Regions from separate parts of the Mus musculus genome. Here regions 1, 2, 3, 4, 6 and 7 are each linked to region 5. A link is a contact called in public HiChIP or PLAC-seq and promoter capture Hi-C data. All regions are on one chromosome and are shown on one strand. Each heading gives the region's core, a stretch centred on a gene start, on an enhancer-like site or on the middle of the called end of the contact. The rest is flanking DNA. Distances are from core to core; before and after follow the strand shown.

Region 1 (3,390 bases), core at 441-2,940, 1.2 Mb after region 5:
AAAAAAAAAAATCTCAGAAATGATGTTTTATTTAGAATTTATTCACAGAAAAGATGTTAGTGAACAGAAAAGTAAAGAGATAAGTGTTCTTCATTCTTTCTAGTTTGCTATTTTTTGACATGGCTGAGCCTATAGCAGTCTATCGTCTTCCAGCAACTAGTGTCTACAAAGTTTATGATTTTTCTCCCACTTTTTAGGAAATTCCACTAGCTTAATAATTGTTGGACAAAGAAAAAACTATACAAAGAAAAAAAGAAAAAAGAAAAGTTAAGAACTATACTAGTCACTAAGAGAATATAATTAACTATCTCTGCTGTCGTCATTTTCATGGTATTTGCATATTATTGCTTATAGGTATGAAATGCATACTTTTATGTTAGTATTATACTTTGTCTTCAATGTAGAAAAATGATTCTATTACTCAGAAGTAAGCACTAAACTGGAAAATATTTGTAACAGTAAAATAGCATCATAAAGAGTATCAAGACTTACTTGGAAGTACATGATATGAATCTGTACATACTGAGATATCAAAATAACTGTACTGTGGAAATTTTAGACCATCAGTATAACAATAAAGGGCTGGAGATGTGTGTGGCTCAGTGGTGAGCACTTGTCTGGCATGAAGTGTCCTAGAGCCACAAAACAAGTCAAAGCAAAAGTCTAACAATGAGTATCTGAAAACAGAACTTTGTATTGGTTGCCTGTTCTTTCCAAAGCCCTTTCTATTAGGAAATCTAGCCAAATAATAGCATGAAGTTGCTGAAACTTTAGTGTTAAGTTTGCACAAGTGAGGTTCTTCTAGAATAATTGCAACATACTCTCTAGTATGAAATTGACTAATCGTATACTTGGGCATGAAAGTGACCAAACTAAAGAAAGATCTTACTCATAGCAAAACAGTGAAGATCATAATTAATAAATCATAAAGCTCTGTGATAAAAGAATATACATTCTGTTTTGGTAACAATTTTGTCAGTGTTTTTAAGACTAGAAAGAACATCAGCTAGGTAAGAAAGTACTCCAAAAGTCAGCCCACATTCCTTATTTCCTAAAAAGGTTACCAACTGAAAAGACAAGTTATTTTGGCAGTGAATGAAAATAAAAATATGAATACCAACAAACTATAGCCTTTGACTTACAGCTTTACATGTTGGGCCAAGAGATTGTTAGTGACTAAATGCTCTGCTTAAGTATGCCAACATATGCCAGCCTTGAAAAGGGAGGTGGCCCATTTACGTTTTTACAGTGAGCAATGGGCCTTCGAAGAGTTCTCCGTGGCCCTGGCACTGGCAGGGAAGCTATTCTGGGGCTCACACAGATGGTGTCTCAGTGGTTTACTCGGTTCTCACTTGGCCTGAATCTATCACTTTAAGCTAAAATTACTAAGCTGTGCAGTAGCTGCTTCTCACCATAGAGAGAGCTTTAAACTTGTTCCCCTTTTCTCTCGGCATAGAAAGAAATCAATTTTTAGAAACATTGTGTAGTTGTCCAAATTATTTAGAAAGACTGAGAAGAAACTTCAGAGCTCTGACAGTCAAAGAATGAATTGGTGGTCCACTCAGTATGACTTTCCAGGTAGAAGAGCCAGGTCTCCATTGCTTGACTATGTTTATCTGAACTCATCGCCTATAGTTAGAATTCTTTGTTAATTCCTCTCTTTATTTCATCTACTTTCAAAAATAGCATGTACTAGAGCCAAGCATTTTCTATCCTGGCAGCCTGTGTCATGAATTAGTTTCCATCTTCATATATACAAAGAAGGGGACTGACACATGATTCAACTTGTCTGTCAATCTGACTAGAGGTCTTGGTGAAAGACTGTCAGTTTTATTTTTCTCACTAGTAGTAAAGAATGATTCTTGCTATTTTTTATATTTCAAAATTGTGACAAAGTTGTTAAAACAGCAAGCAAAATGGAGAGCCAGCTGCTACATGCTTTCACCACTAGATGGTAGCCCAACTTCAGTAATGAAGAAACAATACATCTGCTATCAAGTTGAGCCTCAGAATGTGGCAACTGGGGAGATGGAAGACACAAGTGTGTTATTTTACACTGCAAACAAAGCAGCTTAGCAAAGACTCACAACAGAACACACCTAACACACTTATGTGTTTCTTTTTTAATTTTAGATACGTGACTGCTTTGCCTACATGTATGTATATGTACCACATGTATGCCTAGTGTCACAGAGATCAGAAGAGGATATCAGATTCCCAGGATCAGATGGTTGTGAGCCATCTTGTGGGTGCTGGGAACCAAACTTAGGTCCTCTGCAAGTGTTCTTACACCAAGTCATCTCTCTATCACATAAAACTTTTAAATTCCTAAAAATTTAAAATTCTGCCAAAAGGTAGAAAGACTGATAGAAAAATATCTCCATAGTTGAGAGCATGTACTGCTCTTCCTAAGGACCAGAGTTTGGTCCCAGGACCCGTGTGGGCATCTCACAACTACCTGTGACTCCAGCTCCAGGGGGATCCACTGCCCTCTTCTGAATTCCATGGGCACCCACTTGTATGTAGGTGCATATATTCACATCTACACATAAACATAATTTTTTAAAAAGTAGAAAGGAGAGAAAAGTAATGCAGATCAAGGTTTTATAATATTTGCTTCCATAAATAATATACATACTTTAACTTACTTTAAATTAAGCTTATAGTCTAAATCAAGAAATAAATTTATACAAAACTCTAGTGATAGTGAACAATAAAAATTGTATGTGTATATTGATACTGACTTTGAGGGCCAGGCCAGCAAGATGGTTCAGCCATTAAAGGTACCTACCACTAAGCCTGATAACCTTAGTTCAACTTCTGGACTAACTAGGTGGAGATGGCCAAATACCAAAAGTTATCCTCTGACCTCCACACTTGTGCAGGGCATGTGTGTGCAGTCAAGTAGGAGTTTCATCCCATGGAGTAAGCCTTTTGACCAATCTTTTTTTAAAAAGTACTTGGTTGCCCCTATACCATTTGTGCCATTATTGTACAGTATATCTTGCAAGCAAGCTACTGTTACAGGTGACCAGGATTTGTAGCTAGAAAATACTGATGATTACCCTTCTCTGGTAGCTTGCAGATTACATCCCAATACCATGAATTTTAGTCAGCAGGAGTGAAGCTTCTAGTTAACACCAGCTTTACTTTTCTGTGCTTGATAGCATATGTAAGTATTGCCATCAGCAATCGGGCTATTAGGCTGTGCAGAATAACCTTGACAATATCCTGGGATATTTGGGGATTTCCACGGGGCCAAAGACTCAACAAAATGTAACTCAGTGCTAGCACTGGCAGTTTATTTAACTTGGTAACATAAGGTGTCTAGTCAGGGCATTGGTGTCATATATGTATATATTTTAGAATATGTCTACAGTAGTATGTTGT
Region 2 (3,242 bases), core at 696-3,195, 1.9 Mb after region 5:
GGTGGTCATCCCATCCAAATATTAACCAGGCTTCATCCTGCTTAGCTTCAGGCTGGGGTGTGATCATGTGGTATGGCTAAAGTTCAGGGGCTTTTTACCTCTGATTTTCTACTTCATAGACCCTTGTCATTCTTTCTCTTCCTCTGGCCTGAGGACCCTCAGTTTACAGAACTTTCCTCATCTTCCATAGTTGACTTATCCAAACAGTGATCATCATCTCTACCTTTAAGGATATTTTGAATAGCTAACCCTAAGCGTGTGTCTCAGCTTGCAATGCATGTATCCATGCAGTATTATACCATTTATTTATTTTTTTTAAACATTTTTTATTTTATTTTATTTTTTTTATTAGGTATTTTCCTCGTTTACATTTTCAATGCTGTCCCAAAAGTCCGCTATACCCACCCCCCAATCCCCTACCCACCCACTCCCCCTTTTTGGCCCTGGGGTTCCCCTGTACTGGGGCATATACAGTTTGCAAGTCCAATGGGCCTCTCTTTGCAGTGATGGTCGACTAGGCCATCTTTTGATACATATGCAGCTAGAGTCAAGAGCTCCGGGGTATTGGTTAGTTCATAATGTTGTTCCACCTATAAGGTTGCAGTTCCCTTTAGCTCCTTGGGTAATTTCTCTAGCTCCTCCATTGGGGGCCGTGTGATCCATCCAATAGCTGACTGTGATCATCCACTTCTGTGTTTGCTAGGCCCCGGCATAGTCTCACAAGAGACAGCTATATCTGGGTCCTTTCAGCAAAATCTTGCTAGTGTATGCAATGTATACCATTTATTTATTTGTATGCTTACATGTGTGTGTGTACAAGCATGAGGGTATGCATGTTACAGAACATGCATGGAACTCAGAGAACAGCTTATGGGGATTGGCTCTCTCCCTCCAATTTGTGGGTTCTAGGGATGAAACTCAGTCCGTCAGGTTTGGTGACAGGCACCTTTACCCGGTGAGCCATCTCAGTGGCCCTGTCAAACAGACTAACCACACAAGCAACAACAAAAAACAGCCAATAAAGCAAGTGGAGGGTGAGGAGACCTGTAACAATACCTTCTTCAAAATAAGAGTGACAAGAAATGATGATAAGGCTGGGTCTGATAGCACACACCTTTAATCTCAGCACTCAGGAGGCAGAGGCTGGCAGATCTCTTTGAGTTCCAAGCCAGCCTGGGGAGTAAGTGTGAGGCTGGCCAGGGCTGCAGAGTGAGACCTAATCTTAAAGAAAGAAAAGAAAATGAATGCTAATGAGGAATGTCAGCTGGATTTGGTCCCCACATGTTCCTCAAGGCAGAGTCATGGGACTTGTTCACGAACCACTCATAATGGCGGTCGGTGTCTGCTCACCTCATTCATTAGTGTGTCTGGCTTGCCGTGCCGACCTTGCAGCTGCTCACTGTAGATGCTGGGTGAATGAAGCTGTTCACACACCACGTTCTGGACAAGGGGATCTAAAGTTGTCCAGATTTCTGTCTGACAATTTTTAGCTCTCAGAATACAGGGAAAGAAGAGGTTTTTGTTTGTTTGTTTTAAAGATGGCTACTTGCTACTTACTAATGAAGGGAGACAGATCTTGAGCAAGTCTTGAATTATGTCATAATGAAAACATACAATAGTAGACGATTAGATAATTGTTCCTTACTCATTTTTTTCTTTCTTTCAATCCGGAGTTGAACTTAGGGCCTCACACATGCGGGGCCAATGAGTCACCACTGAGTTATGTCATCAGTCCTCTTACTAAAAATGTTTTTAAAGAATGAGAACTATACTATCGGGGTGATATGTCCCTCCCTGAATGAAGGCCCCACCCGGAATCTTCCAGGTGACCATCAGAGACTCCTTTGTCCTATAAAGAGATTCAACACAGAGGCTTACATCTTGGATGGTGGAAAACAGACTGCCTCTGCCTGTGACTCATGTTGGCAAAAAGAGAAGAGGAACTGAGTTTCAGAGTCCCTGCAAGTAGCAGGGGAGGGATCTTGCCGGCAACACACTCTCTGTGTTCCCTGTGTGCTGGAGGCTCTCCAGCTGGCCACAGCCTGGCTTTTCAAGAGGCAATTAGGATGCGAAGCCTGGTTGCAAGCTTGTTCGTGCACAGAGCTCTGCTCACCTCTGTCCCTTCGACCCTGCCTGGGCCCATTCTTGAGTGTGAAAGTTCTGATTGTTATCTCCGTTACAGAATCCCATTCTTTGTCTGTTCTCCTCTGCCTTCACCCTCAGTTTCTTTGAATGTCCTTTCATGGGACGACTTGATCTGCTCCCACAGAAATGCAATTATCAGAAATCAACCTCTCTCACCCATTTCCGCCCTAAGCAGCTTTTGCCCACTGGTGAATTTCACATTGTACTGAGAAAGTCAGCAACTAATACTAATAATAATAAAATATGTTTGTATTTTTAGATGACTTTTTCCACCGGGGACTCCCTGGCGAGAGCAGGGCGCTGGGCAGAATGACGGGGTGTATGAGCCGGAAATAGAGAGCCAGAAGAGGCCTGGCCAGCTGAAGGCTTTTCTTGACAGCTAATTTCCATTTTTTGGTATCAAGGGGTCTGTGCCAGTAATTGGCATGCAGATTGTGTCTGATGGGCCTGTTATACAGAATAAAGGAATCTGCTAGTTAGAATAAGCCAACCCCAGGCTGATGGATGGGGCATAAGGAGGTCATTGCGAAAGAGAAATTGTGTGTGTGTGTCCCTGTGCGTGCGTGTGTTTCACAAGAACCCATGCCCCTCCTCCCCCTCTTTATCCAGCCAACTCTAATCTTTCATATTGCACTGAGACAAATGTCACTCCATTTCTTCCCCTCTCTCTGTTTTTCCTTGAAGGGATATTTGATAGAACCTACTCTAGGTTTTTTAATAAAGTATGGGGGCAAAGGAGAAATTAAAGCGGTGTCATGGTTTGTTAACAGCTCAGGATCATCCAAGGATGGGCCCAGGCTACAAATTATACTCTGGAATTAATTGGTAAGAGATAGTTCTCCTGTCCATCACTCTTAATCCGGCAGCTGTGGGATACCAACAGGAAAACGTGCGTGGACGTCGGAGTCCTCTTGGCTTTGTCTAAGTCAGTGCACTGGTCAGTCGGTTGTTCCCTTCATGATGTAGGCACGTGCTGTTGGCTGTTTCTGTTTAGGTGAACTAACTGGTGCTGGGGCTCCTTCTAAGGAGGATGTTCCGGGAAGGAGGATGTTCCGGGATGCTGTGGGCCACAGGAGTAATTAGCTAGACTTCCAGGG
Region 3 (3,521 bases), core at 974-3,473, 1.8 Mb after region 5:
GAATTCTATTCTTGGGTCTATTCAAACTATTGTTGACATCCATAGGCTATGTGGCCATAATAGATCACCTGGCACAATGGATGCTGAAGCCCCAGGGACCATCAAGATGGCTATAGGAGACATTTCATCTTCTAGAACTAACTAACTGATTAACTTACTTGTGCTGGGACTAAACCCAAGGCTTTTTACGTGCCAGGCAAGCATTCTGTTATTGAACTAAATTCTCAGCCGTTCATTTTTTGAGACAAGAATCTTTCTATATAACTGATGCTGGCCTTGAACTCAATATCCTGCTTCCAACTTCCAAATGCTGAAATTATTACCACCAACTGGGCTCCCAAGTTTTTAAAATATTGCCAACCTCAATGAACTAAAATCCATTATAATGTCTTGAATAAAGAGACTATTTCTAAAAGGTGTGTGTGTGTGTTTGTGTGTATGTTGGAGTTAATATTATTTGGGGTTTTCTATCCCACCTTTGATCATTTAGTTCCCAGAAAAAAGACACAAAACCTTTATATTCATAATAAGCCTTAATGCATTAGAGCTGGGCAGATATCAGCCCTCTATGCTCTTTTGTCTACTTTTCTGTCAAGAATCCCAACACTTGGCCGGGCGTGGTGGTGCACACCTTTAATCTCAGCACTCGGGAGGCAGAGGCAGGCGGATTTCTGAGTTCAAGGCCAGCCTGGTCTACAGAGTGAGTTCCAGGACAGCCAGGGCTACATAGAGAAACCCTGTCTAGAAAAACCAAAAAAAAAAAAAAAAAAAAAAAAAACAACAACAACAACAAAAAAACCCCAAAAAAGAATCCTGACACTTGCCATGTTCTGCCAGGACTGTTCCTACTCCAACTGGGCTGGTCCTCTCAATCCACCTACCCCATGGGGGCTTCCTCCTCTCTCCTTTTGGTCTTTGCCTCAGACCCCAAGCCAGGGAACCGAAGCCCTGCCAACCTCTCTTCTGCCCAGCTACAGGCTATAGGCATCTTTATTCAACCAATAGTTTCAAATTAAGGAACAAGGTTTGCACAACAAAAGCTGGTATGGTATGTGTGTGCATATGTATGTATGTATGTGTGTGTATTTGTATGTAAATGTGTGTATGTGTGTGTTTGTATTTGTATGCATATGTGTGTATATGTGTACATATGTGTGTATGTGTTTCCCGTGTGTCTCATATACTCACACCATCCATAAGCTAGAAGACAGTTGACTTCATCCATTAAGGTGTGTGTTTGTGTATGTGCTTGTGAGTATGTGTGTATATGTGTGTTTGTGTGTGTGCGTGTGAGTATGTGTATATGTGTGTGTATGTTTGTGTTTGTATATGTATGTGATATGTAAAAGAACCCTCTGGGAGCCATCCAGGATTGAAGGAGGAGGACAGCTAGTGGTCAGGTGTGCAAACACAAAACTCTACCAGAGGATTTGGGTTCTGACTTTGAGATGAAGACGTGGATAACAGTAACTCTGTTTCCCATGTGTCTCTCACTTGCCCACACTATCCAAAAGCTAGAAGACACTTGGCTTCATCCATCAAGGTGAGTCCTGAGTCAGAGCAGGACAGAAAGGGATCTAAACAGACTATGAAAAATCTGGCAGAAGACACTTGTCTTTCCATAGTTAGCACCATAATTCAGGCCTGATTGTTTCTTACCTAATCTACAGTCATGGTCTTCCAGCCTGTCTCCTGGACTCTCATTGCCTTGGTGACTTGGTTTGTTTTTAAGAGTGTGTTCATTTAGCTTTGGGGATTGGGGTATACAAACATTTGCATTGTCAAGACTTCTCCCATCTTGCAAAACCTGGGTAAAACGGTCAGGACTCAGGGATATCCCAAGATTATTCTGTCCCAAGGTTTATCGATACTGTCACCACTTCAAATATCAAGAAATAATTTTTAGTTCTTACAACCAGATAGAAATGAATGGAGAATGCTTCCTCATCTCTTCCCAGAGGACCTAGTCACCCTGGCTGGCAGTCGATTGCTTCTAAGAGCCCCCCCCACCCCCCCCAACCCCGCCTGCCCCCACTCTCCGCCCCAGGGCGTTGGCAGCTTCCATTGCCTGGGACGCTCACGCCTCTCGGGGAGGGCCAGTCCCCAGGTCTAAGCAAACATCCTGGTGGTCTCCTGCCGTCTTCCACTCCCGCAGCGCCTGCGGTGGGGGGTTGGGGCAGCGGAGAGCGCAGGCGCAGTGCCCGCGTCTGGCGCCCCTCTCCTTGCTGGCCGCCCCTGGCAGTCCAGGCTGCAGTGGTCCCCGCCGAGCGCGCGGCGGCCTCAGCTGGCTAGGGAGGCCAGACCAGGAGCGCGGGAGTCCGCTAGTGCCCCCGGCGCACCGGCCTAGCCGCGACTTCCAGGTAACTGAGCCGGTGGCGGGTGGGCAGCAGCGGGCGGTGCGGGACTCAGCCGTCTGGCCCCGTCGGGAAGAGGGAGCGCACCGAGCCCCACGTCGGTGGCAAGTGACCCGTAGGGCGCCTCGTTTGGGGTAAGGTAGGCTCCCGTCAAGCGCCCCGCCTACTTGATAGACCTCGGTGGAGCGCGCGTCTCTGCAGGACGCCAGAAAAGCCATCCAGTGCCCACTTCTCCCCGTTGCTGTCCTGGAGAACAGGAACAGCGGGGTGATAGTCAGCACCATCCTCGGGCCTGACACAGTTGCTTGTGTGGGCCCAACCCCAGTCGCATGATGAAGGTCAGGGCTTGTCCCTTCTTTGGCCCCGGAGCCCACACAAGCTCGGCGAGTGCTTGTGGCGTCATAGGAGTGATTGCGAATGCAACTTTCGAAAAATTACTGGGTGGTTTTAGGAGTCTGACAAAGATTTTGGATTTGCCATCACTTTCCTGTCTTGTGTCTTTTGAGTCTTGAACTCCAGATTAGATGGGTTGAGATTTTCCTGTTTCTTGACTCGATAGGGAGGAAGGACCAGAGTGTGGAGGTGGAGGCTCTGGCAAGTCAGTTTCATCTCATCTATCCACGTAGAACAAAATGCGGATTTTCTTGACGGAATTGGTTCTAGGTTTAGAATTTTACGCAGTGTGTGACCGTTTAGCTCATGGGGGAAGACGGGTCGCGGGAACTGGCAGGAAGAACACTCACTCTTCCTGGGGCAGCTGGGGGCGCTGCGCAGATCCACGTCACTACCCAGGCTGTCACCAGGCTCTGGTAGGAGCAGGAGCAACTTCCCGTCCCGAGGATTGAGGAGCTCCTAGACAGTCTCACACCAGGCCGGGAGGGTGAGGGGGCAGGCGCGGAGTGGGCCAAGTCTGCGGGCTCTTTTCGGGAAATGGCTTTGAGCAGAGTTGACTGTGTCCGTGGTGCTGAAGCTCCTCGTGCCCAGGTCTACGACTTCCTGGGCCTATGCCAGCCATATTTTCCTATTTTGCACCTTTGCCAAAAAATAACTCATGGCCAAAGCAAGCGGCCAGGCCGGAGCCGGCTAGACACTGAAACTCTTCACAGATGGGTTGAGCGTGGTCTCCTGAGGGAAACACTGCAGGGAAATGTGGTTCAACTTGGAAGA
Region 4 (3,316 bases), core at 183-2,682, 1.9 Mb after region 5:
GCTGCATCTGGTTATTGAGCTGGAAGACCTGGGGCCCCAGTTTGAGTTCCTTGTGGTCTACTGGAGGAGGGAGCCTGGCGCCGCGGTGAGGCTTCCCGCAGACCCTGGCCTTTGAGTCACGCCTTAGAGAAGGCGCACAGCTTTCTGGGGGGAGAGGGAGTGTGTCTAGCTTTGCAGTGCTCATGGCATAAGTGGCTTGACCAGGGTGAAGTTTAAGAAAGGAGAGATGAGAGAACCAACCATCCATCCCTACACTCCTTCCTCAAAGGAACCTTTGTTCATCCTAGGCCTCGGCCAGGGTATCTGGGCCCTTTTCAGGCCAGGTCTATTGAAGTTTGGGAGACTGATTCCCTTGCTTTAATGCCCCCCCCCCCCGAACCCCTAGTGCTTTTTTGATGCATTTGGGTTTTCTTTTCTTCCTCACCACCTAGTCTCAGACATATAGGGCCAACAGGGCAGGATGTTCCAGCCCAGGGTGTTCCGGATGATTTCAAAAGCAGAAGGTGGGCATGAACCTCTCGAGGGTGTGTGTCTTGGCAGAGTGTGGAAGTGGGGCACGGAGCCAGGAGCTAGCTTATGAATAAGACTATCTAATTATGATACAATGGGCCGTGCAGAAAGCTTGGAAGGGAGCTGCCCTTCCCCATGGGAAGGCCGCTGTAGTCTGAGGTGAGTGGGAGGCCAGCCCTCATGGAAGAGTGGTCAGACAAACAGCAGAGGCAACACGGTATAAAACCCTCTAGCAGACCCAGGGGACGCCATGCCCTATGGAACCCTGTTTAAGCGGATATAATGGCAGAGCCTGGTGGCCCACCTCAGTGGGCACAAGGAAAGCTAATTTTCTCAGAAGGATCAACATGGGCAACAGAGGTGTCTCACCAAATCTGTGAGCAGAACCAGCAAAGGGCCAGGCAGAAGTACAGTCTTCACTACACAGGGACTCTGGCCTGTGGGAGCCTTGGTTCTTCTTCTTGAAGGTCTTACTGTGGCCTCTCCCCTTCACTCCCAGGTCCTATCCATGCCTGTGACTGTGCCTCCCTGACTCCTCAAAGCATCTCAGACTGACCCTCCTCACCCACTCCTCTCCCTTTGTCCTCCTGTCCAGCTTGAGGTATTTGGTTCCCCAAGACCAAATCCTTCAGGGATGAACCTCATTGCTTGTGCCTTACCGGTCGGTCTAAGCTGCGTGGGGTTTGGACAGCCAGTGGAGCTCCGTGGGACCCCTTCTCAGCCTGGGCTGTTCAGTGTCACATAGCAATATCTGGGGGCTCTGCACCCTCATTGGAGTGGGACAGTGATCTTGGAAGATAGCTGTGGGCAGGTGGGACAAGTTATTGGCCAATATTTACCCTGCTGGGTCAGGGCACACTAGTAGCACGTTGCATTGCCAGCCAGGCAGATGGAACCGAGTGGGAGAAATGCTACTTGGCAGGAGAGAGCACGCATCAACCTCATAGTCTTTGGGGGTGGAGCCTTTCCCCCTCCCTTGTAACTGGGAGGCTCATTGCTGAGAGAGTGTATGCCCTGAGTCATCTGGGCTGGGTCACACAAGCTTCTACAGGCTCCTCTACAGGCCTGGGGGTTAGAGTGGGTGTTGAGGGTTGGGCAGACAGGTGGATGGACTCTGCTCAAACCTTGTCCTGTTGGAGAGGCTGTTTCTTATCTCCCTTTAACCCTTGTGCCTCCTAGCCACTCTCTTTGCCTTGCCCCAATTTGGCTTCGTAACTCTAATCACGACAGGAATGTGTTTATGTAATATTTCTCTCCCGCATGCAAGGTCTCTGAGAGCAGGGGCTTATGTGTTTCATTCGGTGCTGCATCCCGAATTATATTACTACATTTTTATATCAGTATATTAGTACAGGCCTAATAGCTATGAGTGCGTGGATGAAGAAATGAATGCCTTCATGAATGCGTGAGATGTGTTCTCTGTTCTGGAATGTTCTGGAAAGGACTACCTGCACTTTTTCCTGCCCAGCTCTCCCCACCATCTTCAGCTCTGCTACCTTTAGGTACTAACTGCGTCTTAATCTTTTTTTAAAAGGAACATGTTAAGATGGTGAGGAGTGGGGACATTCCGGTGCACCTAGAAACCATGGAACCGGGGGCCATGTACTGTGTGAAGGCGCAGGCACTGGTGAAAGCCATCGGGAGGCACAGTGCCTTCAGCCAGCCTACGTGTGTGGAGATGCAAGGTAAGGATAACCTGCTTGTCCCTGGGTCCCTGCACTTGGCAGCCTTACCACTGCATGCCTGGATGCCCGTCGGGTGCCTGGTTCTGAGTCTTTCCCTGGCTTTACCTCCAGGCTTGCTTCCAGGCTTGGTGGGTTCTAAGGTAAACTCCGACTCCCCCATGGGTGGAAGCCCACCATGGGGACTGGATAGGATTTCTTGAGCAGTTGACTGGAACTGCCCCCAAAGTTACCTCCTCGTGGGGCACATTGTTACAAGACTACCTTGCCAGGTCTTGGAAGGAGGGGGAGACACCACACTGTATAATACAATTACAGCCGCTTTTGTCTAGAAGGGATCGTAGAGTCTATAGAGCCCTCTTTTTGACTTTTTTCACTTGAATTTAAACAATTTAAAAATTGTGTTTGTGTTGTGTATATACATGTGTGTAGGTATGCGTGTGTGCACATATATATGCATGTGTATGTATGTCCACACATGCACATGTGGGTGTGAAGGACAGAGGCTGTATTGGGCATCTGTTCTCTTCCTCTTTTTCTATTTTATGAGGCAGCCTCTCTCACTGACCCCAGATCTAACTGACTGGCTATGCTGTCTGGCCAACAAGCTCCAGTGACTCCCCCGCACCCATGTTATAGATGTACACAGCCTTTCCTGGCTTTTATATGGATGTCATAGATCCAACCCTGGCTCCTAATGCTGGCATGCCGGGCACTTTACTGACTGGAGCACCTCCCTAGACCCTCTGTCTACCTCTCTCGCTCACCATCTAAAAAAACCTACAGCAATTAAAAACTCTTTGAAGAGAAACAAAATCTTACATTCCGTGAGCCCACCGTGCAAACACCACTAGTTACATTTTTCTTGTAAGCTTTAAAAAATTATTGTTTTGAATATATAAGTCTCTTCACATGGCCCATGGCACACAGTATACATGTAAATTACCTTTTCTATGTCTCTTCTCCATTTACACAGTTCCTGCATTCTTTCCCTTCAGTATGAATTTCTTATGTAGTCTTCTGAAGACATTTGAATCCATATACATGTAAATGGGGACATGTATATGTAAGTATGTACATATATATTATATTATACATATGCACACATACATACACACACACAT
Region 5 (3,305 bases), core at 414-2,913:
CATCCATCCATCCATCCATCCATCCATCCATCCACCCATTTATCCATCCATTCATCTGTCCATTCACCTATCTGTCTGTCCATCCACCCATCCATTTGTCTGTCCATCCATCCATCCATCCATCCATCCATCCATCAGTCTGTTTTCCATCCATCATCTATCTATAATCCATCCACAGGGATGGATGCAGTTGGTCACCAGTGCAGGGAGGGGGAGGGGTTTCAAGGTAAGAGCTTTGGGGATTCCTCTCTTAGAGGCTGGAGGGATGAAGGAGGAAGGGCAAGAAGTAGTAAGACAGGTAGGCAGTGAAATTGGACTGTGGAGAGTGTTGCCAAAGCTGCAAAAGACCCAGTACTCACCCATGTCAGAGAGGGGCATCCCTCACTTAAGGGACTTCAAGACACAGTGCTGTGGAGGGACAAAGAGCAGCTGAGGTAGTATTAGGGAAGATTAAGCAGCGGTCACTGACGTCATCCTTTCAGGTTCTGAGGCCGGATGGGTGGATGGTAGGGGAAGACACAAACAGCCTGTGTCAAAGTCTGGGAAACAAAGACCTGTCAGAATCAGGGGTCTGAGTGTGGCTGGGGTGGTGAAGAGGGAGGCAGTGTCTGTGAAAGACAGAGTAAGTACCCAGGGTGGGGAATCAATGTAACTAAATTCCCAAAGGAGAGTTGCCAGATGTTAATGTCTTTAAAAGGTTTGGGGAGGGGGCTGAAGCCCCTCCCACATGAGTCTTCCAGGAGCATCCCTAACCTTGCGGGAGGAGGTGAGGACCTTCTGCCACACAGCTTCTGACAAGCATCAAGGCCAGGGCCGGATCTGAAACAGCCTGACCTGATCAACAGACAGCAAAATGGGGCATTATCATCAGAGCTGATGGTGGGAAACCACTTCTATTCTGGAGCCTGGTTTTCCTGTGGTTGCAGAACTCAGTCCTTCCCACCTACCTCCAGGCCTGGTTCAAAGCAATGTCTCCCTTCCCCATACCCCAACAAGTTGTCAGACTTTCGGCTGTTTCTTCATGTCTTCCCATTATGACTGTCTTCTGACAGCAGGCCCTACAGTGGATGCTCAGAGATCCACCTGGGAAGAGACTTTTGGAGATATACAGCTGAGGATATGATAGGAAGCCCACAGGGTGTTCTAACTACCCCCGAGCAGCCGGCCATAAAGTCTTGAAACCATATTCACTCACTCCACAGATGCATGCCAAGAATAAGACACTGTTAAGGTTCCAGGAATTCTGAGTGAACGAGATCAGACAAGACTCAAAAATAAACAAAATTGATTAGTAAAATGATATAGGGTGGCGGCATTCTGCATAGGAATAGTCAGGAGTAGCTGTGGGGTGTCTGTAAGCATAAGGGACCTCAGTTGACTTCTTGGCTGAGCCCCTCCTTTTCAGCTTGGGGAAAGCGAGCGTGCGAGGCTGCAGTTCTCCTAAATCACCACAAGAGGGAGCGCGATCACCTCCTAGCGCCTTCCTAACCCTCCCACACAGCCTTGCAAGCAAAAGTTTTTCTTAAACTAACAATGCCAGTGTAAGGAGGTGCTCGCGCCTGATTGGATGAGGGAATTTTGCAGGTTTGATTCCTTGATTGGACAGGAGGTGTTAGGGGTGGAGAGAGAGCTGATGGTGGGGGATCCCGCTCCCTCCCCCGTCAGTCTGGCCCGCTCTGTCCTCCCGTAGGCTCCGCTGTAGCTCGCAATGTGACACCAGGACGCACACGCTCTCGCGCGCTCTCCCAGGCTCGCTCTCCCTCACCCTCTCTCACACACGCACGCACACACCCACCTCTCCCATAAACACACACACACACATGCACACCCACATCCACGCGCGCCCGCACCGCCCCACGCGCGCACACTCCCGCCCACGCCCACGCCGCGCTCCGGGGAGTCCGGTCCCGGCCAGAGCGCGAAAGGACACGGAGAAGCCACCCGCCGGGAGCGCAGCGGCGCCCTGGGACGCGGCGCGTCTCCGCTGGGGCTCGGCCTGGGGGCCGCTGGCCGGCGATGGCCCTGGATTGCTTGCTGCTCTTCCTCCTGGCATCTGCAGTGGCCGCGATGGAAGGTAACGTACCCTTCGCGGAGCAACTTGGTGGCTGCCGGCTGCCAGTTCATGGGTGCCGCGCGCTTTGCAGGGCTCCTTTGGCTGCTCGGCCGGGCATCCTGGTGCTGGAGAGAGAGAATGTCACCGATCCTGGGTAGAGATGGGGCACCGGGATGGGGCGGTACCCACAGGCATGCCCTGCGCCGACCCTGGGCGCCCACAGCAGGTTCGTTCGCACGCAGAGTCTTTCGGCTCCTGCGCTCTGGTGCTCCCAGACAGCACGATCACCGGACATCTCCGGCTTAGAGAGCCTGGATCCCGCTGCATTGCGGTGCAAGCTCCTTAGCTCTGGGCGAAGCTGGTCTGGGAAGCGATACCTCGGGCCACTGGGCTCCTAGAGTCGGCACCTTCGGCTCTTTCTATCCCGGGCCTGGATGCGCTGGCTGGCGAGCGGTAGCTTGCTGTCTCCCTTTCGCAGTCTGAGGTTTCCGGACTCTGGGCTCCGCAGGCAGGCTGCTTGGGGGATCACAGAAGGTCCTACTAGTACCCCAGCAAGTGACTGCCAAACGAGAGGGGCCAAATCCATTGACCGCACCCTGGGGGGGAAATCAGCCCTAGAAGCTGCCGGGTTGCAATCTTCCAGGGACAGCAAGTGCGAGGCGGACGCCTTTCTCGCCTTCTGAGCTTTGGAGCAGGGGTGGGCTTGGGTGAGTGCTGGCGGTGCTTAAACTCATCCGGCAGTTAGAAGAGACTGCGTGGCTGCGAGCCCACGAGCCAAGACACCATCCCTGCTGGCTCAGCGTGGTTGTGCCTCCCGCTGGTGGCCAGCCAAACCCGCTCAGCGGACCCCTTACCCGGCGCACCCAGGAGCCCCGGCGCTCAGGGCTCCCGCGAATCCCGTGGGAAATCCCTGCTCGCCTCCCCGCCTCCCGCCCCCTTCCCCGCCCCCAACCTTCCCTGCGGAGCCGCGGCGGCCGCCACCTCCAGGGACGCATCTCAGTAGAGAAGGAGCAGTTAGAGTTATCTCGAACAGAGCAACTCTGGGGTGAGGCGCCGCCGCCACGCCACCCCTGCTGGAAGCCCCACATCCCGATGGATGTCTCTGGCCAGGTGGACTCCACCCGTAGGGACATTCCTCGTGGAAGGTTCGCAGCTCTCTGTTTCCCCTGTTGTGTTCCCATTTGAGAGCTGGCTCCACTGGATTGCAGGTTCCAGGTGAAACGGACTCGTTCAGTGGAAACTCCAGACCAAC
Region 6 (3,471 bases), core at 970-3,469, 1.2 Mb after region 5:
GTATTGTTAGCCAAAAACTACCTAGCAGTCTAGGAAAAAGGCAAGATGTGAGTGTTGATTAAGAGCAAACTGTAAACAAACTGGAGATTAAAAATAAATAGGAAACAGTCTAGCAGAAGAGATATCATATCTAAACAGAATCTGTTGATATTATATTTTTAATATTCCAGGACAGCATGAGTAACGGAGGCTGACTATAGCAAAGCACAACTTGTGTCTAGTTAGATTTACATGTTTACTGGGAAAGTCGCAGCCAGCTTTTAATTGAGACTGTCTCTGAGAGGGTAGACAGAGCAGCACAGCAGTAATGGCCCCCGCAGTCACATCCATCCATTGAAATGAGCTGCCATCTCTGAGGGAAAGCAACTTCTGCAGAAGAGTAAAGGAACAGAAAGTCATGATGGGCAAGTCTGCAGAAACTGCTCACCAAGGGAGTTACAGGGCACCAGCAGCATTCCAATCCCTCGGTGGGAAAGTCCTACTGAATGAGTGTACACTGTCAGTTACTAAAATGGTGTGGGCGCCCTCTAGTGGGACCTCCTCTTAAATGCCATTTAAAAGTCAGATTCTGTAAGGCAGGCTCAAGGGTGAGTATTTAGGAACACTGAGTGAGTGAATGATGGTTTGAGTTACCATCCCTAGGAATGGGATTTGAGTTTTTGAAGTTTTTTGTGATTTTCACCCTTCATAGCAAGCAGTTTGAGTATTTTATATAAAATGTTTAAGCCAAGCATAAGGGTTCATGCCTGTAATCCCCGCACTTTGAAAGCTGATGTAAGAAGATTGCTATGAATTCCTGCATAGTGTGGGCTGCAATATAAGATACCATATTTTAAGACCAAAAAGTATTCAAGCACAAAGAATAACTAGAAGGTGATAATATAGAATTACAATATTTTGACATAGACACATGCATCCTGGCTTACTCTGTTAGTGAGAGCTGTATAGAATTTGAAGTTGAATAGTGAAGTCCTAAGCATAAGGAAATCATTTCCCTGCTGTCAGAGTGCCTTTGGGCTGGATTTAGAACAAGCACCTTAAATTCTCCCCTCCTCTTACGAGCTCTGCACTGGGTGTTGCCCAGACGCTGTAATGACTCTCTCACCAGGCATCTGTGCATGCGGCCCTCCTCACCACAACACTTCTTTCTTTCCTATTTTTCTCTGCTGGAAATCTCACGGGCCTGCTCTGTGCTTTCATGACAGCTGTACTCATTACTCAATACCGCAGTGGTTCCACAGTCGTATGATTCTGTTGGAAACCAAACACTGAACTGTACATTCCTTATAGGGAATAAAACTATCTCATTTTCTTTTATCCAAACCCATTCAAGGCCAGATAAAATACCTGACATACAGTTTGCATTCAATAATCAATTTGATTAATGAAGGAAAATCAGAAAATCTGGAGTTAATAATTAGATATAGATGATAAGAAAAAATTAAATGACCCCAAAGTTTCAAACCCAGAAAACAAAGTCTGAGTAGCACCCTTTTCCCTATTGTTATTGTTCTGGGTTTTGTTTTCAAGACACGGTTTCTGTCCTGGAACTAGCTGTCCTGGAACTAGTTCTGTAGTCCAGGCTGGCCTCAAACTCACCAAGATTGCCCTAGTTCTGCCTCCCAAGTGTTGGCATTAAAGTCATGTGCCACCTCTGCCTGGCTTAGCACCACCATTTTTACAAAAACTAACAAACATAAAAAACAAAGTCCAGGAAAAAGTAGTTGTTTTGCTTTTTCAGTGCTTTGACTTTTCTGTCAGGGTCTATGGAACTATGGTTGGAGGTGAGGAATTCTAGAAAGTCAGAACACGTGACAGAGGGCTTCGTCCCGAAGCTTGTTCTTTAAAAGTCAGAGTTTAAAGCCCCGTGAGGCTTAACTGAATGAGCCTTCTCCCTAATAACACATTTACCTTTATCAGTTAGTTTCACCCCATGGTCTCGGTCTCAAAAACATCCCAGAAGAAAAGTTCACCATCCTGTAATTGACACTCCTTTGACAAAAACCAGAAGCATGGAAGCCATGGTCAGGGGTAACAGTAGTAGGGGACTTGCACAAAGCTTACCCTTTAATTCCCAGCACTGAAAATGAAAAGACAAAGAACATTTGATTCTTAATCTAAATAGCACCCAAGTCAGCCTAAAATTACCAGCCTGTAAGTGTGTAGTCATTGTATGTTCTGAGCACCAGATCTTCCTAACCAGTGTTTCTTTTGTAGGTTGCTAAGTAACCGTCATGACGATGCTGCCAAGTTCATCTGGCTTCTGGCAAAGCCCAGCTGCAGCTATCTAGAACAAGAGGATTTTATCCCTTTACTTCAGGTGATATTTTTTTTTGTACCTTTTAAAAATGGAATTTATTTTTGGAGTATGAAAGGGGGTTTTTTGTTTGTTTCTTTGGCTGGTTGTTTCTGAAATTTTTTGTTTGTTAATAACGGCGTCTTACTGTATAGCCAGTGCTAACATCAAACTCTTAATCCCAAATGCTAGGATTAAGGTATATACCACCATATACCTTATGGTGATTTTTTTTCATTTTAAAGTATATCTATACTTGTAAAGTATAACTATAATTTTTCATTTTAAAGTGTAACTATGCAACTGAGCTACATACATCTAGAAGCCAGATTGTTAAGAATGGTTTTCAAATTGTTTTAGTAGTAAAAAAATCTTGTTAGATGGAATCTAAAACAAAACTCAGTATAAAATGGACAAAGCAGGGCTGTTTCCACTGTATCCAGCCTCCTCCCTAGCCAGTCGCGGTAAGCATGGAGCATCTCAGGAAACTGTAGAATTTAACATCAGCCATCGTTAAGAACCTAGCAGGAACTGATAGTATTTGGAAGAGATAAAATCAGTTTTCTTAATGGAGTGATCCTGGGTGTATCAACAGTTCTCCAGGGCAAACCTCATTGGAAGAGTTTGGAAGAGTTGGCCAACATAAAATGAACTAGGTTGCGAGGGGGGTAGGGGGACCAGGACGGGATGTTTTCTTGTTGTTTGTTTCTAAGAATGAGAAAAACAAAGTTGAGGATCAAAGTTGAGAAAGAATATAATCAAAATAATGTTGTATGGAAATCTTTAAAGAATCTGGTCAGAAACAAGAAAAGGCTATGAAATAATCAGAATAACTGTCACGAACTCTGTAGTCTGGGAGTTCGGTGAATCCTGACTCTTTGGTTTACGCACATATCTAAATGGCTCTCTGATTTCCCACTAAGATCTATTTGTAACAGAAGATTAGAATAGGAAAAAGAGCTGTGCATGATGGTGCTTGCTCGTGCCTGCCTGTAATCCTAGCACTGGAGACAGCAAGAGGATATAACCTACACTATTAAAATACCAAGAGCTGTCTCAAGAAACCAGTGGATGAATGATGAAATAAGAGAATGGAAACTTGAATCAATTATACTGAGGTTTGCAAGGACAGTTGCCACTAGCCCATAAAGGTAGGCAGGAGCACAGTAAAAAGA
Region 7 (3,288 bases), core at 296-2,795, 1.3 Mb after region 5:
TTATTTTTTTATTTTTTATTTTTTGGCTAAGAATGAGAAATATGCACCTTGTACTTTGCCTTAAAGACCTGCCACTTCGCTGGGTAAACAGATGAGAAAGCATTCATAGTAGAGTTTTCGAAAGCACTGGAGCAGCACTTCTCAGATGTTAGCATCTGAACTGACTAAAGGGTCCTTGCTAAGAGGTCAGCAGCCTCCCCCCCCCCCCCCCGCCCCCGCCCCCCGCCCCCGCCGCCGCCTTGCATCCCCTCTGATTAGTAGGTCTGAGCCCGAGCAGTCTGCTCCTAGTTTACTTTTCCTATTTCCTCCCAGCTAATGCCAAAGCCGCTGTGTTGACAAGATTCTCTTCTTGACCAAACTTCGGTCAGGCTCTACTGAGCATCTCTTGAATAGAACTGACCTTGGCTCCCAGGTCCTCTCTTCTAGAGGGTAGCTTTGCCAAGAATCCTGCTAAGTCAGTTATGCCAGAATCTTCCACCCTTGATGAGGGATCGCCCTCCATATTTGATAAGGTTCTTCTTCCACTGTCCCCCAAATGATGTCTGAGCACCCTGGCTTGCCTTCAACCAAGCAAACGTTGTTTGTCAGATTGCTCCTTGCCCTGTGTTCCCTATTAATTTTCTATCCATTGAGCTCCCTCCCCGATACATCTTGTCTTTGGTGTATTCGGGGTTGAGGCCAACCTCTCTCCCCTACTGTAAAACCCTATGGAGCCTAGACCTAGCACAATGGTCTCTAAAAGTTTACTTCACCATTCTGTGTCTCGTCACAAACTTAAAAAACATCAAATAATTTGTGTGTATCAGAGTTTGGGCGTGCACATGTGGAAGTCACAGGACAACATGGGGTGTCAATGGTCCCCTTATTTGTGTGAGAATTGGGTCTCATTTGCTTCTGTACATGCTAGGGTGGCTGTTCCGTGAGCTTCCTGGGATTCTTTTATTTCTGTCAGCTATCTCACCTAGGCAACCTCTCTGTACAGACACTCATTACTCTGGCTGAGTACTGAGTTTGGGGACCCCAATTTTGGTCCTCATACTCAGGCTGGCAAAGGCTTTAACTTAGCACTGAGCCAAGTAGCTTCCCAGCTCCTCTCCCCTTTAAGAGACCCTCTCTGGAGCTCAATACGTAGCTCACAAAACATTTCAGTCTTGACGCCATACAAACCTACTTCTGTTCCTGTGTATCCCATCTCTGAAATCTGGATATAAATTATTTCAAGGCTAAGTTTTAAGAGCAAAACCTGGCACAGCATTTGGTAAAAGTTGGTCAGAGCTCATTATCTATTCATTTTTGGGGGGAAGAGGGTCGACGAAGCCTGGAGTTTAGATGGCTAACGCAGAACGAGGAATGAAGTCCTTGTTCTGTGTGGCTACACGGGCACAGAGCTGAGAGGCAGGTATTTCCTAGAACAGGACCGCCTTGAGCCTGAATGCAAGCCTGTGACTGCTACCAGCTTTAGGGCCAGCGACGACGCGCAGGCGCAGACTCGCAATGTCTACGCTCTCTGCGCATGCGTCCTGAGGTGCAGTGTGTGTCACGCTGGCAGTCAAAAAAAAAAAAAAAAAAAAATGGCGGCGGCGATTAGGATTCGGGCGGTGGCGGCTGGAGCGAGGCTCAGCGTTCTGAATTGCGGCCTCGGCATCACGACCCGCGGCCTTTGCAGCCAGCCGGTTTCAGTTAAAGAGCGCATCGACAACAAGCGCCATGCAGCGTTGCTGGGAGGAGGCCAGCGCCGCATCGACGCGCAGCACAAGCGAGTGAGTCACGGGCGCCAGTGCGTCCCGCCCCCTCCGCTCCCGCCCTATCACAGCGCGCCGGGCTCGCGGCGCACGAGCCTCCCAGCCAATAGGCGCTGCGCCTGGGAGGGGCGCGGCGAGAACGTCCACCTGGAGAACCTAGAGCCCCCTCGGGTGTCAGTAGACATCTGCACCACTTAGGGAGGTCCCCAGGCGGTGGTGGTGGGCATTGGTCGTCGGATGGATGGATGGATGTGACCGGTCTCCAGCTGCGCTCCACTTAGCAGCTTTGAACTTTTGGGAAAGGTGGTCTTTAGAAAGCACCGTAAACAGAATAATGTCTTCCAGGTCTTGTTTGAATAAGATTGCCACGTTAATCGGCCACAGGCTCTGAATTTAAAAGACGGGATTGTTCTCCCGCTGCCTGAAAGTGTTTATGACAGTTTTTTTTTTTTTTTTTTTTTTCCCTTCCCTCTTCTCGGGGAAGGAAGCAGTAAAACCCAGGCACGAAGTATTAGAAAAAACTTGGTTATGTTCACATTAACCTGGTGTGTTGTCTCCCTGCGTGCTGGGGATTTGTGACGCCTGTGACCGAGGAAGTCTGGTTGGCCTCTTGAGAGGTTCATGTATCGATCTGCTGCATAGGAAGCAGGTGGACTTTCTATAAACTCTCAGGCTACTCTGCTGAGAGCAGCTGAGGCGGGAATCACATTTGAGCTTCTTCTGGGGAGGTCATTTAGCAGCAGAAAAACAAAAAACAACAGAAGCTGGAAGAGGTGACCCTAGACTTGAAGCCAGACTTGCCCAGTGTGTCCTTGACAACTGAGTGAGTCCAGGCAGAAGAGCTGGATAAGTTAACATGAAGGTTCCCTAAGGGAAGGGCTCCTGTGAAGGGCATGCAAGTCTTACCCAAGTGTGTGAAAATCTGGGTCAAATGTTGATTCAGATGTCCTGAGTTAGGTTTGAAAAAAGAAAAATGCTCAAGGAAAACTATTTATTCCTCTTGACACTTAGGGATGTAAATGTGGTTGTAAGGTTTATGGTGAGCCATAAGCCCTCTCTCCCTTGGGGTCCCTCTGAAGGGCTATTAAGTTCCCTGGGAAAGCCTGTCACTGCTCTGGTAACCTTTCTCTTGGGACACCCTTGCTCAGTTGCCTATTGCACCCCAGGCAAGATCCTGATGCTCTTACATTAAGGCCTTCAGAGCAGGTTTTCTGCTGTCAGAGTTTATTTAGTTGGGAGGCTAATTTGTGTTCCCTTTAAGCAAGTTTTTCATTATGTCCGTGAATCAGATGTCCTAAAAGAGGACCAGAAAGTATGAATATCTTAAAATTTATCGATCTGTCTATTATCTATATATCTATCTATCTGTCTATCTCCGTAGTTGTTAGATTATTTCCCCCCAAAGTACATTTGTTTTCCACAGCCTCTTTCCACAGCCTCTTTGGCTTTTACTTTTTGTTTGTTTGTTTGTTTGTTTTTCGAGACAGGGTTTCTCTGTGTAGCCCTGGCTGACCTGGAACTCACTTTGTAGACCAGGCTGGCCTCG

The links. Promoter capture Hi-C pulls out the DNA fragments that hold promoters and counts their contacts. HiChIP or PLAC-seq counts read pairs in DNA pulled down with a chosen protein or histone mark.
Region 1: a contact with region 5 is called in an H3K4me3 HiChIP or PLAC-seq map of forebrain, with 8 times the contacts expected there. The contact joins the enhancer-like site here to the promoter of Ephb1 in region 5. A contact is called at or near these places in 8 of 39 promoter capture datasets (the 3T3-L1 cell line, cranial neural crest, hippocampal neurons and 4 more) and 2 of 115 datasets of contacts at active chromatin or transcription factors (forebrain and neural tube).
Region 2: a contact with region 5 is called in an H3K4me3 HiChIP or PLAC-seq map of embryonic forebrain, with 11 times the contacts expected there. The contact joins the enhancer-like site here to the promoter of Ephb1 in region 5. A contact is called at or near these places in 1 of 39 promoter capture datasets (pre-B cells), 2 of 15 datasets of contacts at CTCF or cohesin (embryonic stem cells and large pre-B cells), 1 of 484 Hi-C or Micro-C datasets (B cells) and 3 of 115 datasets of contacts at active chromatin or transcription factors (embryonic forebrain, forebrain and stem cell-derived neural progenitor cells).
Region 3: a contact with region 5 is called in an H3K4me3 HiChIP or PLAC-seq map of embryonic forebrain, with 6 times the contacts expected there. The contact joins the promoter of Slc35g2 here to the promoter of Ephb1 in region 5. A contact is called at or near these places in 1 of 39 promoter capture datasets (hippocampal neurons) and 1 of 115 datasets of contacts at active chromatin or transcription factors (embryonic forebrain).
Region 4: a contact with region 5 is called in a promoter capture Hi-C map of hippocampal neurons, with 3 times the contacts expected there. The contact joins the enhancer-like site here to the promoter of Ephb1 in region 5. A contact is called at or near these places in 2 of 39 promoter capture datasets (hippocampal neurons and pre-B cells), 2 of 15 datasets of contacts at CTCF or cohesin (embryonic stem cells and large pre-B cells), 1 of 484 Hi-C or Micro-C datasets (B cells) and 3 of 115 datasets of contacts at active chromatin or transcription factors (embryonic forebrain, forebrain and stem cell-derived neural progenitor cells).
Region 6: a contact with region 5 is called in a promoter capture Hi-C map of hippocampal neurons, with 35 times the contacts expected there. The contact joins the enhancer-like site here to the promoter of Ephb1 in region 5. A contact is called at or near these places in 16 of 39 promoter capture datasets (the 3T3-L1 cell line, 3T3-L1-derived adipocytes, the C10 cell line and 11 more), 3 of 15 datasets of contacts at CTCF or cohesin (embryonic stem cells, large pre-B cells and pro-B cells), 48 of 484 Hi-C or Micro-C datasets (B cells, the Ba/F3 cell line, CD4 T cells and 32 more) and 10 of 115 datasets of contacts at active chromatin or transcription factors (SST interneurons, astrocytes, embryonic forebrain and 6 more).
Region 7: an H3K4me3 HiChIP or PLAC-seq map of embryonic forebrain shows a contact between it and region 5, with 4 times the contacts expected there. The contact joins the promoter of Pccb here to the promoter of Ephb1 in region 5. A contact is called at or near these places in 1 of 39 promoter capture datasets (embryonic stem cells) and 2 of 115 datasets of contacts at active chromatin or transcription factors (embryonic forebrain and embryonic stem cells).

Annotation. Positions count from the first base shown.
Region 1 is chr9:101,158,206-101,161,595 of GRCm38.p6, reverse strand. The region is part of intron 6 of Ppp2r3a (protein phosphatase 2, regulatory subunit B'', alpha); the gene reads left to right. Among named protein-coding and RNA genes, the nearest start is that of Gm24338, 63 kb to the left of the region's middle. Within about 2 kb of position 1,690, at least 24 of the 459 cell types and tissues checked have an H3K27ac peak or open chromatin away from gene starts, as enhancers often do. A contact at or near this core is called in forebrain, where this site is marked.
Region 2 is chr9:100,439,019-100,442,260 of GRCm38.p6, reverse strand. No RefSeq gene overlaps it. Among named protein-coding and RNA genes, the nearest start is that of Gm28166, 9.3 kb to the left of the region's middle. Within about 2 kb of position 1,945, at least 110 of the 459 cell types and tissues checked have an H3K27ac peak or open chromatin away from gene starts, as enhancers often do. A contact at or near this core is called in embryonic forebrain and stem cell-derived neural progenitor cells, where this site is marked.
Region 3 is chr9:100,569,787-100,573,307 of GRCm38.p6, reverse strand. It overlaps Slc35g2 (solute carrier family 35, member G2), which reads left to right and starts at 2,223. Exons shown (of 2, transcript NM_001101483.1): 1 at 2,223-2,360.
Region 4 is chr9:100,465,092-100,468,407 of GRCm38.p6, reverse strand. It overlaps Il20rb (interleukin 20 receptor beta), which reads left to right. Exons shown (of 7, transcript NM_001033543.3): 4 at 1-85; 5 at 2,045-2,195. Among named protein-coding and RNA genes, the nearest start is that of Gm28166, 17 kb to the right of the region's middle. Within about 2 kb of position 1,432, at least 45 of the 459 cell types and tissues checked have an H3K27ac peak or open chromatin away from gene starts, as enhancers often do. A contact at or near this core is called in hippocampal neurons, where this site is marked.
Region 5 is chr9:102,353,051-102,356,355 of GRCm38.p6, reverse strand. It overlaps Ephb1 (Eph receptor B1), which reads left to right and starts at 1,663. Exons shown (of 16, transcript NM_173447.3): 1 at 1,663-2,074. The coding sequence starts at 2,017.
Region 6 is chr9:101,179,184-101,182,654 of GRCm38.p6, reverse strand. Ppp2r3a (protein phosphatase 2, regulatory subunit B'', alpha) reads left to right here. Exons shown (of 14, transcript NM_001161362.3): 5 at 2,218-2,320. Among named protein-coding and RNA genes, the nearest start is that of Gm24338, 42 kb to the left of the region's middle. Within about 2 kb of position 2,219, at least 33 of the 459 cell types and tissues checked have an H3K27ac peak or open chromatin away from gene starts, as enhancers often do. A contact at or near this core is called in SST interneurons, cortical glia, cortical neurons and 10 more, where this site is marked.
Region 7 is chr9:101,033,141-101,036,428 of GRCm38.p6, reverse strand. Pccb (propionyl Coenzyme A carboxylase, beta polypeptide) reads left to right here and starts at 1,545. Exons shown (of 15, transcript NM_025835.3): 1 at 1,545-1,760. The coding sequence starts at 1,572.